2 separate regions of the Mus musculus genome follow, and region 1 is linked to region 2. The links are chromatin contacts, called in public promoter capture Hi-C maps. All regions are on one chromosome and are shown on one strand. The core of a region is the stretch at or near the end of the contact, and the rest is flanking DNA. Distances in the headings are between cores, read along the strand shown. Region 1 holds the start of Fam13a (family with sequence similarity 13, member A). Region 2 holds the start of Lancl2 (LanC (bacterial lantibiotic synthetase component C)-like 2).

Evidence for each region. Promoter capture Hi-C pulls out the DNA fragments that hold promoters and counts their contacts.
Region 1: a contact with region 2 is called in a promoter capture Hi-C map of hippocampal neurons, with 4 times the contacts expected there. The contact joins the promoter of Fam13a here to the promoter of Lancl2 in region 2. A contact is called at or near these places in 3 of 39 promoter capture datasets (embryonic stem cells, hippocampal neurons and pre-B cells), 1 of 484 Hi-C or Micro-C datasets (uterus) and 1 of 115 datasets of contacts at active chromatin or transcription factors (astrocytes).

What each region holds. Positions count from the first base shown.
Region 1 is chr6:59,022,958-59,026,181 of GRCm38.p6, reverse strand. Fam13a (family with sequence similarity 13, member A) reads left to right here and starts at 1,680. Exons shown (of 18, transcript NM_153574.2): 1 at 1,680-1,870. The coding sequence starts at 1,842. It overlaps Gm52905 (a long non-coding RNA gene), which reads right to left. Exons shown (of 2, transcript XR_003956447.1): 2 at 1,272-3,224.
Region 2 is chr6:57,701,135-57,704,401 of GRCm38.p6, reverse strand. It overlaps Lancl2 (LanC (bacterial lantibiotic synthetase component C)-like 2), which reads right to left and starts at 1,947. Exons shown (of 9, transcript NM_133737.2): 1 at 1,139-1,947. The coding sequence starts at 1,342.

The DNA of each region.
Region 1 (3,224 bases), core at 431-2,930, 1.3 Mb before region 2:
GGATTTTTGACTCTCTCTCTCTGTATGTGTGTGTGTTTGTGTGTGGGTGTCTCTGCCTTTTATTTGCAGAAGGTATTCCTTCATGCCAAGGTTATTTTAATAAACTATCAAAACTCTTACTAAAATGTAAATGTTTTCTATAAGCACAGGTAATTTTAATTTGCAATATGTCTTAGTTAGGGTTTCTATTACTGCAATGAAAACATCATGACCAGAAAGCAAATGTGTGTGTGTGTGTGTGTGTGTGTGTGTGTGTGTGCGCGCGCACGCTCATGCGCGCCCTCACACACTATTTGGCTCACACTTGCACATTAAATTCATGATTTAAAAAAGCCAGGACAGGAACTCCAAGAGGGCAGGAACCTAGAAGCAGGAGCTGATGCAGAACCTGTGGACCAATGCTGCTTACTGGCCTGCTCATCGTGACATGCTTACCTCGATTTGTTATAGAACACAGGACCACCAGCCCAGGGTGGCACCATCCACAATGGCCCTCCCCGTCCAGTTACTAATTAAGAAAAAGGTCTTAAAAGCTATTCTCAATTGAGATTCTTTCCTTCTATGTAACTCTAGCTTGTATCAGGTTAATGCGAAAGTAGGCTGTGTTAGAACTTATTAAATTTGCATAATATGAAATAAATTGTACAAGATGTGTTTCTTGCATTGTATGAAGCCTGTGAACTACAATTACTTCCCTAGAAATAGTGAGTGGCCCTGAAGAAATTACAGGGGCTGGAGAACTGGCTGCTCTTCTGGAGGACCCAGGTTTGGTTCCCAGCATGGCCACTTAGCCATCTGTAACTCTAGTTCCAGAGGATTCAATGCCCTCTTCTGGCCCCCTTAGGCAACAGTCACACATGCCATGCAGATGCAGGCAAACACACACACACACACACACACACACACACACACATATGTGAGATACAAAATAATAAAAGATCATTTACAAGCACTTAGAAAATCTTATTGGAAAAATTGGTTTTGTAAAATATAAGAATATATAATAAGAAACAAATCTCTTCCAAGTGCAGTTGACATTTTGGGTAGAATGTAAAAACAACAAACAGAAGGGCCACACCAGTAGATGTTTTGATCTCCTGAAGACCTGAATCCAGTTAGGGCACCTTGTCCTCTTCCCCTTGAGTGATGTCACCAGGAACTGCTCACAACCTAGTGTAAATAAGTATCTGGGGAAGAAACTGTGGGTAGGGCAAGGGTTCAGGTATTTCGTCAGGAAAAGCCTAGAACAATCTGGAAAAGCTTTCTCTGGCTACTGTTTGGGTAGTTTTTATTTGTTTATTTATTTTAGAAAAAAACAAGGTGCAGTCCAACTTGGGCCTCAAAGAAACGGGACCTTAAGGGACGCTGTCTGTCCTTGACACTGCATTTCCTTGCTGGCTTTTCTTGCACTTTGAGCCATGCAGGATTGGGCTCCTCTGCAGTTATTGGTTGCTCTTCACAGACTGACAGACTTGTCTGGAACCTCTCAGAGGAAAGTTTCAGGTTGCTGGGGCTTGCCAAGCCCACTAAGCAGCGAGCAGAGCAAAGTGGGGTGGGGACAGAAGGAGGAGCGGGAGAAGCGGGAGGAGGATCAGGAGGAGGAGCAGCCTTTCACACTCCACTGCTCCGCCTCTGATTGGCTCTGGGTTTCAGCTGCTTCGCTGGAACAAAAGGTCAAAGTGGACTGCAGTGTAAATGTGGAGGCAGCCGATAAATATCCTTGCCTGCAGCTGGAGGTGGAGAGGCAGTGTCAGCTGCAGCAGGTTGTGTGTTCCGCGGGTCCTGCACACAGGGCTTGACTGGAAGGCACTCGGGGATCCCGTGCAGATTCGCACACGAGGATGGCTTGTGAAATCATGCCGCTGCGAAGGTAGTGTTCTCTGCTTCTTATGCTGTTTGGTATTTTCTGGGCAGCGTACTTGGCCAGTGCTCTCGGCATCATTAGTAACAGGCTGCAAACCTTGCAGTCTGTTCTGCACAGTGCTCTTTCCTCAGACCAGATAGAAACATTTAAATAGCGCACTTCTCTTTCACTGACACTTTTGTGTAGTTGCTCATGATTATTGGGTTCAGCTATACCTTCTTTTAAGGGAAGTGTATTTAAGACAATACCTCTGCAAACCGAAGCAAAGCAAACTGAATGGGCTTCCTGGGTCTCCAGGCTGTTAGAGCTCATAGATGGATCTGATTCTCTGCTCTCTAGGCAAGGACTTTCTTCAAGTATATTGTAGTTATCGGAATAAAGGTTGAGAACAATGTTTTTCCTTGAATAATTCTAGGTAGATTGGTTACCCAAATGACGCTTGGAAAAAAATAACAAAACAAAAACAAAAACCAAAAAGGAAAAAAAAAATGCTGTGTAAGAGTGATAGAGCACAGGGTTCTGGCTTTGCTTTTGAGGACTGTGATGGGGGCAGGGGGTGGGGTGTCTCTCTGAGTCCTATAGAAATAAATAAAGGTAACTAACTGTACATAGCCCTGGCTGTTAGGAAGCACACTGCTGGTGAAGTAGACCCGAGTGCTGAGTGCTGTGTGTTAAAGCCACTACAGAAATCACTGAGTCCTGTCCCCACAGAAAGTCTGAGCCGCCCAAGGTCACAGTTCATAGTTTAAAAACTGACTTGTGCTAATCATATGGTTACATCTGAATTGCAATTACTTAGTGATAGTGACATTTGACTTCATATATATGTTTCATTTACAGTTTTCTATGGAAAATGGTATTGTCAAAAATCAGACAGTAATGGCAATTTATTGAAAATACTTAGATGAAATGAATTTACTGAAAAGAAACAATCCCATGTATATTTTGTTTGTGCTTTAGCAACAGAAATATGATTTTAAAAGTGTATCATTTTTGGTAAAGAGATTCCTTCAGGCTGGCTGTGGTGAGAGCCAGTGTGGTTGTTTTTCTTTTGCTGTCCTGACATGTCCACTGTAATAGGAACTTGATGTGGTGTTCAGAGTACCTTATCAGAGAATTGATACTTAATGTAGAAGAAAGTGCTGTGTAGAGTAATCTATAATTCTACATTGATTTGGTGGAAAAGTCCCCATGCTTGAAATTTCTAAGAGAACAAAACTAATGTACACTTTTTGGAGTTTTAATATCTAATTGTTAGGTTGGGAACTTTTGTCCTTCCAATGATGTCGGTCCTCAAGATCTCTAAGCAGGTCATGTTTTAGATAAAAAGTATTGGCCATTACTAAGCCCTGTTGTAGCT
Region 2 (3,267 bases), core at 698-3,197:
GCCGATTTGGAAATCAATCTAAAGGGTTCTCAAAAGTTAGAAACAAAAACACCTTATGCGCTGAGCATGATGGAGTATAACTTTAATCCCAGCACTTGGGAGCCAACGGCAAGTAGGTATCTGTAAGTTCTAGGCCAGCTAGGAGATAGACACATAGTGAGGCTCTTGTTTCAAACATAAATAATACTTTAAGACCCAGCTATAGCACTCTTGGGCACATACCCAAAGGATCCTTATCACTGCAACTGGCACCTGAGGGTTTGGCCATAAACAAGCCATTTGAACTACACCCTCTAAGATTTAGGAACATTGAGGAAGAATGGTCAGGAAAAAGAAAAAAAATCAAGAGCCAAAAGATAGGGGAAATGAATGGAAAAATCCTAGACGATACAGCCAATGTGACCATGAGCTCAGAATTGCTATAAATATAATTATTTTTGCAGGATGTGCACAGGACAGGCCCTCCCAACAGTCAGTCACAGATGGGGAGGGGCTCACGGGACTCTAATCCTTAATGCCAAACTCTCAGCAACAGACTGACTCTGGAAGAGGGGTAGCCATTGTCTTCAGTTGTGTATGTACCCCACTGAACCCACCAGGTTCCAAGGGACAGTTCACAGAGACAGTCCTGGTCAAGCCCAAGGGGGATAAAACAAACAAAGACATAAATGGATGGGGGGGGGGGGAAGCAATTCATAGGAGAGGTAACTGTACAGACGAGGGAAGGAGATGAAAGACAGTGGGGTGGAAGCAACCAGAACGCATTAAATACATGTATGAAAAATGAAATTGTTAAAGAAGAAAACAAATCGGAAAAAAATTAAGAGGGCGTGACTTTAGCGTTTCTCCAAGCAAGGGTGTGCCCACAGGCAGGTGTGACAAAACTCTACCTAACTAACATCAAATTCACATTTTACTGCCAGGAACCATCACAGTGCTCCATCAGACTGTTTCAGTGTCTCATCATGGGGAAAGCACAGCTCCGCAGCCTTTCCCCGGCTGCTTGGGCAGGACCTACACCGGGCGGGACGTACGCCGATGACGTCAGCGCACCCAGGGCGTGACCGCCGGACGCTACCATTGGCGGAGGTGGCCTCACCCTCCCAACCGCTGGTCCCGGCCCTGGCAACCAACTCACCTTCCCGTTAGGGTGGAAAGGGAGGCCCGGGTCTTCCGTGGTGGGGAGAGGGCAGACACGGCCGGTTTCCTCCGCACTTCCAGCGGCGAGCCCTGCGGCGGAGGCGGCGGCTTCATAGTCTGGGAAGGGATTGGGGAACGACCGCTCCTCCATCTCCGCCTCTCCTAGGTGGAACTTGAGTCTCTTTGACATGGTCTCGCCCATGTCCGCGCGCTTTCCCTGCCTGAGAGCTCAGGGCACGGCGCGCAGGCAGGGACAAACCTCCTGGAAGGCGTTTGGGCCGGGGCTCCGCGGCGAAGCCTTCCTGGAGAACAGTGGCTTGCACATCTGGATGCAGCTAGCGCGAAAAAGCCGAACCTCCAGCCTTCGCCAGTCACGCCCTCCCAGCAGCAGCTCTCAGCCTGACGGCCCAGCCCGCCGAGCCGCACAGTCTCCCAGTTACCCTCGCCTCTCCCGTGGCCGTGTCCTTCCGAGAGATTCTAGAGAAAACGCACGCCTAGAAAGCTCACGTTCCAGTAGGGAAAGCCTGTAAAGATGGGTTCATTCAAAGTGTGAGCGATTTGCAGACCAGGGAAAAGCGCACCTTCAGATGCTCCATCACCAAACGGACTGCATTTCACCAGCCCAGCCTTGCCGCCCGTCAGTGTCCTCGGCCCCTGGTCGTGCGCCAATCACAGGAACAGTAGCTACTTTGATTAAAAATACCTCTTCTAAAGAAAAGAAATTCAAAACGGCCTAAAACAGTGAAAAGATAGCCTCCCGAAGGGGGTGGGGGGGGATACAGTCCCTCCCATTCATCACCACTGGGAGGGGGGTTGCTTGGAGGAGGAGCCACAGGCCTTTGTTTTGTTTTCTTAATGTTTTGTTTTCATTCTTATTGTTTTGAGTAAGTACACATATTTAATAATGATAAATAATATAGAAGAATAATTATTAAATCAGCTAAATATTTTATAGACCAGAGAACCCCATGGTCACGAGATTAACATAATTGGCCAGCAGAATAACATGGATGGCAAAGAGGATACAAGCAAATAGATCTTTGCATTTCTATTATCACAATATATAAAGTCACAGCCTTCATTGGTTCTATGGGGTTTTTTTGCACTGTTTACTAGAACCAAATCTGTGTAATGATTTAAAAGGAAATATTGTATTGCAGTCCTTTCATTTAGTAAATATTGGTACTTGGTGACAAAATGTTTCTGCCCTCTGGACATATCTGGTTAGTAGGCAAGAAAATCAGGAATCAGAGAAGAGCCTGGTGTATGTGATTTCCGGAGCCCAAGCAAGGTACATTGTTATTCTAATGCCAAAGGTGACATAATGGAACAATATCAAACAGCCAGGATTTCAGGCATTCCTGCCTTTGGCCTCAGAGTGGAGTAAAGTGGAAAAGGGTTAGGTTTTTATCCTGTCCCTCGCTTATCATATGCGCAACCACAAACCTCCAGTGCATGATCTTGAAAGTGTAGATCAGAGTTACAAGAGTCAGACTCTATCTCCTGGAAGCCCTAACTAGCTAAGCTCTGCCACCAGCCTTAATATCCAATTAAGAGACAACGGTGAAAAGCAGAGAAAGATTTGTTGAACGCACCTACATTGGGAAGAGGGACAAAGAACCAGAGAAAAACACAAGCAGGCAGTCTCAAGGACACTCTCTCTCTCTCTCTCTCTCTCTCTCTCGCTCACTCTCTCTCTCTCTCTCACACACACACACACACACACACACACACACACACACACACACGGCCTACCGAGCTTGTTGGTAGATCCTGACCTTTTCGCTGAGGATTAAACGGTAGACCAGAGATTTATATGCCTGGCTAAGCAGCCCAGGTCCAGATATTGTCTGGCTCAGCATTGGCCCATCACTGTCTATGCTTCTATACCTTCTACAAGGTGGTCTGACAAGTCCTCCCACTGTGAAAACTTTAGGAGACAGTTCTTCCTCTGGCTAGCCTAAGTTTCAGCCTCTATTATGTTACTCACAGAGAAAGTCCTCAGATTGCACGTAGATTTATGCTATTACTATAGCTGGGGTATGGGAGCCCAGCCCAGGAATGAACAGGTTCCAAAGAAGATGTAAGGCTTGGGCAAGGGGAAGGTTGAGTCAGACAGCAAGTTGG